2 separate regions of the Triticum aestivum genome follow, and region 1 is linked to region 2. A link is a contact called in public Hi-C data. All regions are on one chromosome and are shown on one strand. Each heading gives the region's core, a stretch centred on a gene start, on an enhancer-like site or on the middle of the called end of the contact. The rest is flanking DNA. Distances are from core to core; before and after follow the strand shown.

Region 1 (3,322 bases), core at 617-3,116, 490 kb before region 2:
CACTCCGGAGTCGGTAACGATCATTGATCCAAACCCGGTATGCATCTTCATATTGTTCCTGGGTGTTCGTAGGGCGAGTTTTTGTGTTTTCTACTACGTTTCCCAACACGTAACACACGACACTGCAACACGGTTTTCAGTACCGTAGAGCAGTTGTTGGCACTGTAGTGTATTTTCTTTGTTACTGTAATTGGTTAAAAAATAACTGAGGAAATTCTGAAAGAGTGAACATTTTTCAAGTTTTTTGATTTTTTAAAAAACACAGACATTTTTCAAAATTTCAAACGTTTTTGAAAAATCAAACCATTTTTAAATTTTGAAGGATTCTTGAAAATTATTCAAAATTCAAAATATTTTGTTTGAAAACACGAACAATTTTTGATAATCGGAAACCAATTTTGAAATTGGATTTTGTGTGTGAAAATTTGAACATTTTTAAATTTCAAAGATCTTTGTAAACAAGAACAAATTTAAAAATTGAACTAAAAAAAGAAAAGGAAAAGAAAAAAGAAACAATAAAACCGGCAGACAAAAACAACAGATAAAAAACAAAAAAACAAAAAAACCTAGACAGAATCTTCTAGAAAGTTCCTAGAACTAGAAAACCAAAGTAAGTATCTTAGAAAATAGAAAGTTGTGTATGAGGTAAATGGGCCGGCCCAGTGTGTCGCTCACATCGCTGCGTCCCTTTGACTAGCCCGAATTCCCAAAGAGCTCCCCCATAGAAAGTTGTGTCGCTCATAGAAAGTTGTGTACGTTCAGGTGTCTGAAGAAAATCTACTACTAGTACACATTATATTCTACTCGTATGATAAGGGAGTACTCCTACTTGGTAGCCGGATAGCTCCCACGGAACCCACGGTAATAGACATCGCCGTGCCATGAATGGAAGGCGACAACGGGAGAACTTCTCTGTCCCGCGTGTTCCTCGAGGGAAAGAAAACATCTCCATCGCAGCATGATCATGATGGGCTCGTGGACGCAGAAAAAAATCTTCTACATCCGAGAGGATCACATCACATCGGCTGAATTCTAAGCTATTTTCGGGATTGGACTAGATGGATCGAAGATGGTATGGTCCCCATGCATCGACCAAGGCTATCCCCCTGCCGCTGAAATGATGAACAGATCTACACGTTCCCTTGTTTGCTGAGACATGTTGTTGGTTGTTTTTGTTGTGATCCAAAGGCAAAGACGGATAGCACTATACAAGCTAGGAGTATACAGGATCCCAGATCAAATCAGAGCGGACACTGAAGCTTGTCTCCTTGAAGCTTTTCTTGGCCTGCCAAGATTGGACGGAAATGGCGTAATAGGTCTAGCGAAATCCCGGACACACGAGCAGATGGCTGAAAACGATGGCATATCAGCAATCAGCGGTCCAGATGCAAAGGCGACCCGATTTTCCAGAAAAACACGGGCCAAAGAACCAAATTGGATTGGATTTCTGAAAGAGTCAATCTCTCTGAACAAAAAAATACAGCGGACTTGCATGCGTATGTGTAGGCCTGACGCAATCGCCGGCTGCTTCCGGCGAGTGATAGAGCGAGCTCATGCTTTGCGTGCAAGGTGCAACCTTGTGTACGCCGCTAGGAATAGGATTGATTTGCAACATAATACTTGACGCCGAAGTTTTCCACACGTTGAAAGGAGATAATCCAAACGTACGGACGATCGAGTCAAACCATATCACGAGGAGATTACTAATTAACGCCAGTGTAACGCCCCCGGATTTGCCGGCTTACCTACCCACCAAACCAGCACTATCCGCAACATTTTCAGAAACGCCCCCGAAACCCTCGCGTGATCTCGGACCGACCCCTCATGTCTCGCACTATTACACCCAGCGCCTTTCCCGGCCCACTCGGTCGGTCTCCCCTCCACATTTTCCCTTCCCGTTCATTCCCCTCCGAATTATTGCCTTGCCTCGCCTCGCCACCCCCGTCTCTGACGGCCATGGCCCACCTCCAGCTCACGGCGGTCGCCGGCGGCCGCGACGACGAGATGGAGGAGGTGGCGCTGCTGGGGTCCTACGGCGAGGCGGAGGGGCCGAGCTCGCGGAAGGGCCAGGAGGAGGAGGAGGCGGGCATGCGGCGGGCCCAGGTGCGGGTCACGGGCATGACGTGCTCCGCCTGCACGGGCGCCGTCGAGGCCGCCCTCTCCGCCCGCCGCGGCGTGCGCAGCGCCGCCGTGTCGCTGCTGCAGAACCGCGCCCACGTCGTGTTCGACCCCGCGCTCGCCAAGGTTTGGTTCCGTGTGATCCCTCCCCCTCCCGCTCCCTCCTTCGCCTCCGCGCGCGCTGGAGATTTGGCCTGGGATCGCGCCCCTGCGGTGAATTCTGGCGCGGTGGCTTCGAGTTTGTACGATTATAGCGCTCTTGTTGGTAATCAGCAGCGGAATTGGTCAGCGCGAGGCGGGAAACTTAGCTGCGTTTTGTCGGTTATGGTGGTTAGGATGCGAAACCAACACTCACAACTCGTGCTGTAGCTGCTTCATTTTTGGCTCGCCTGTCCTTGTTCTAGCTGGCTGTTCCAATTGATTAGTCGTGTGGGTTGAGTTTGTGGGACACTCTGCGTTGCTTTGTCGGGAATCGAGTCTAGCGTGTTTGATAATCATGTGGATTGTAACCACGTTTACGAAAAAATATCGGGAGATTTTCGTAGTGCCAATTGTAAAGGTGCAGTCCTAGTACTGGATCATAACGATTTTCATGGTAATTTAACTGGTTCCCGAACAGGACCATGAAGCACCTGTACTGTAAACTTGCAATTGCAAACAACCTCTGAAAAAAAAGTGATGTTAGGTCTGTTTCAAAGATCTCAACTCTCCACGACGTTGCCAACCTGTAACCTTTCTTATTTAAACTAACTTGCTTTTATATAAAGTTTCTGAAATGGACCTGACAGTGTTTGTTGTATTCAGGAAGAGGACATTGTAGAAGCAATAGAAGATGCTGGGTTTGAAGCAGAAATCCTCCCAGATTCTGCTGTTTCTCAGCCAAAGTCACAGAAGGCTTTGTCAGGCCAATTTAGGATAGGGGGGATGACTTGTGCTGCCTGTGTGAACTCAGTTGAAGGGATCTTAAAGAAGTTACCAGGTGTAAACAGAGCAGTTGTTGCATTAGCGACCTCATTAGGGGAAGTTGAGTACGATCCGACTGCTATTAGCAAAGATGAGATTGTTCAGGCTATCGAGGATGCTGGTTTTGAAGCCGCACTGGTACAAAGTAGTGAGCAAGATAAGGCTTTATTAGGTTTGATAGGATTGCATACAGAGAGAGATGTAAATTTATTGTATGATATCCTGAGAAAAACAGAAGGCC
Region 2 (3,348 bases), core at 755-3,254:
ACAATTTTTACTACGTTAAAATTATCATGATGTTGTAAATATTAACAGAGCAGCCGGGCCATCAATATAGGATAAAAAATATAAAAGGAAAGAAAGAAAAATTGTTCGTTTCCGAGTCGCGCTAAGTAGCAGTACAAATACTATCTAACCTTAATCTAATCATTGGCTCAATCTAGACTGGGTGGTTGCGAACTATTGTGTCTACCAAGAGGTGGTGGGTTTGATTCCCACTTCCGCCAATTCTTTTTATTGCGCTAGAAGAAAAAAAAGATGCGGTGGATTAATTCCCACATCTAAAGAAGTGGATCGTACATGGGTAGAATCGTCCGGATCTGCCGCTACAGTCAACTGAAAGTTAGCACAATCCGTTAGTTAAATCTTGTTTAGTTAGATACGAAAGAGACTATAGTTTTTTTAGCGTACCTAGTTTGTTACGTGGTTGTTAGAGTCCAAGTCATCTTGGAAATTAGGAAACGAGTCGGGCTAGCCCGTGTGCCTGCCAGGTCGGCCGTGTACGAGGGTCAGTTTTTCTGGATAGGTTTATTTCCATCGATGGATAGATCAGCAACTCGGGGTATCTCCAAGCCGCCGCTGAATATTTGTTGATAGCTATTGAAGCTTTGTGATTTTGGTCTGAGATTGATTCTAGAGTTTCAATTTCTGCTGATCTGCCGAAGATCGTCCACGTACTTCCTCTCTCGGGTGTGCGTGTTGTTTTTGTGGCGATTGCATCTACAAGACCGCGAGCGCTACGCCGTTTCAGGTGACACTGTACCGTGAAAGATTGGGAAAATTATTCGCGCCATCGAGTTTCTGTCGACGTTTGCATCACCGATGTACTAGGGCTTAGGGCAAACCTCATCTCGGTGGCGCCGATTGCATCAACTCGGTGAGACCGAAGTGAAGCAATAGGGCAACAGGGAGTTGGTCAAACCATCTCGGTGAGACCGATCACAATTTCGGTGAGACCGGAATAATTGCAACAGACAACAGAGAGTTGGCAAGGCCATCTCGGTGAGACCGAGATCCGTATCGGTGTGACCGAACTGTTAGGGTTTCTAGCTGTGGCTATGTCATATGAACTCGGTGGTGTCGGATAGAAAGAACTGGTGGGGCGAGTTGAAGTTTGGGATTTTGACATATTTAGAAGGAGAAAGTGGTTGAGGGTATTTGGAGCAATATCACTAAGCATTTGAGCAAGCAAGCCATTAAGTAACACTCATTCCCTTTTAATTTTAATAGTATTGACTTTCCTATGAACTCAGTGTGATCTTGGATCACTAAAACAAAGATGAAGAGTCTGGAGCTTTTGCCAATATGCGTTTTTAGCATTTTGAGGGGTCCACATTGCTAGTTCATGCCATGCCATTCATTGAATTACCTGAAATATTTATCTTGAAAGGATATTAGTTTAATAAGCTATATATTGTTATGAATTACCAAAATCATTCAGGAATTAGTTGCACTTTCAGGAGGCCAATGCCCCATGAAGCATCCGAAATTTTTTCCGTGATTTCTTCAAGTAGGCGTCCAATTTGCAACCTCAAGTGTTTCATATTTCTAGGGATATAAATGATATCGCTCATAATGTAGCTTACCAGGTTCTACGTTTGATATCGCTCTTAATGTAGCTCATCAGGTTCTACGTTCTAATGTTGAACCTGAAATATGTTGCTTTGCTTCAGCTCATAGACATATATCTTGCTCTATAGTTACTTTCCTAGCTACATTTCAGGTTCAGGGCTTTGTAATTCATGATGTAAGATGCTACTGAGCTGAATGAATTTGGCGCTTCATGTGCCTTTTGTTGTTAAAAAAAAGTGTGGGTAGCTCAAGTGTACATGCGTGAGCTAATTTTATGGGCTCTTGTGATGATTTTTCGCCTGGTTTGCCTGTGTTTTAAGAAAAAGGTGTTTTTGCTAGGAGGAAATTCCTCGTGGCTGTAGTGGAGCACCCACAGCCTGACGCGTGCGGTGTCGTGCCACCTCTGGCGCTAGCGGGCGACCCACTGGAATCCAATAAACACCGGCCGTGCCACGTTCCGTGGTCGGCGGGCAACCGGCGCTCCTCCGACCGACCAGACGCCACCGTCCTCCGATCCGACGGACGCCACGTGATCTCCAACCAGCGGCGCGGACGGCGATCTCACATGGCGCGCACACACTAGTCTAGCCACGCTACCGGACGAGGCACCTTATCTATCGTCTGACTCCGCCACGACGCCAGCGCCCGTCGAACCTTCTCCCGCTGCGAGAGTGCGCGCTCCAGCGCCATGGCCATGAGCGCGGCCACCGCCGCCACGCTCCTCCCGAGGTCCAGCACCGGCACGCACCGCCTCGCCTCCTCCTACCCCTCCTCGTCGGCAGCTCACGGGAGGAGCCGCCTCCTCCCCGTCAGGTACAGAAGGCATCCCCAGCCTCACACTCCACACCTCTCCACTTAGTCGGCCGTGTGCCCTGCCCACCAGGCGTTCGATCGATTGCCCCTGCACTGTGTGCCCTGCTAAGCCCCGTCAAATTATAGCTATTTGTTTGAAGTAACTGCCAATTTAACTCTGTAGCTGCCCACGATGAGCAGGCAGCTTAACTCTGCCCATACATCCTTCTTCATTTAGTACAGTACATTAATTAATAATGTTTGGTGGTCTATCAGCTCTCTGTTGGTTGACGCATTAATTGATTAAGATATATAATGCTTGGTGGTTTCCTTTATGTGAAACGTGGTACTCAAAGAATTTGGTAGTGCCGGCGCCTGCCAAATTACCAGGTTTTGTTTTTGCAGAGTACAATATGTGCCTAGCCCCTTACTGTTGGTGTTTATGCAGATGCCAGTTGCCCGGAGTTGACAAAACCACCAAGCCTAAGAGGAACTTGTTTGACAACGCCAGCAACCTTCTCACCAATTTGCTCGCTGGCAGCAACCTCAAGAATATGCCGGTTGCCGAAGGTGCTGTCACTGACCTGTTCGACCGGCCCCTTTTCTATTCGCTCTATGATTGGTTCCTCGAGGTGCTTATCCCGTTCTGTCTCGTGTTGCTTACTCTTTTTATTGCAGTGCCTTGTTCTGCTTACTGGAAGCATGTATTAGTTGCACTCTGCAAATAGTAGATAAGTGTGACGTGTGTACATGATGTTTGAGTGAATACTTACATGATATAATTCCACAAATTTGGTACTCTTGACCAGATGATCACCTGCATGGTAATAATCTGGTTACCATTTTCTAAATCCATGTTCAAACCATATTTATTTGAATCATGTCATCGATGTTTTTCTGCTTCAAGTATCCTTATATGCACTGTACATTGCTAATCATACCCTCTCAGAAAACCTTCTGTTTGTTAAGGTC

What was found. Hi-C and Micro-C count contacts between places; a contact is called where the count stands out from the background.
Region 1: a Hi-C map of leaf shows a contact between it and region 2, with 6 times the contacts expected there. The contact joins the promoter of LOC123144143 here to the promoter of LOC123144142 in region 2. A contact is called at or near these places in 2 of 5 Hi-C or Micro-C datasets (both in leaf).

What each region holds. Positions count from the first base shown.
Region 1 is chr6D:138,784,555-138,787,876 of IWGSC CS RefSeq v2.1, reverse strand. It overlaps LOC123144143 (cation-transporting ATPase HMA5), which reads left to right and starts at 1,866. Exons shown (of 9, transcript XM_044563181.1): 1 at 1,866-2,244; 2 at 2,923-3,322. The coding sequence starts at 1,957.
Region 2 is chr6D:138,290,813-138,294,160 of IWGSC CS RefSeq v2.1, reverse strand. It overlaps LOC123144142 (cytochrome P450 97B2, chloroplastic), which reads left to right and starts at 2,004. Exons shown (of 14, transcript XM_044563179.1): 1 at 2,004-2,397; 2 at 2,825-3,008. The coding sequence starts at 2,273.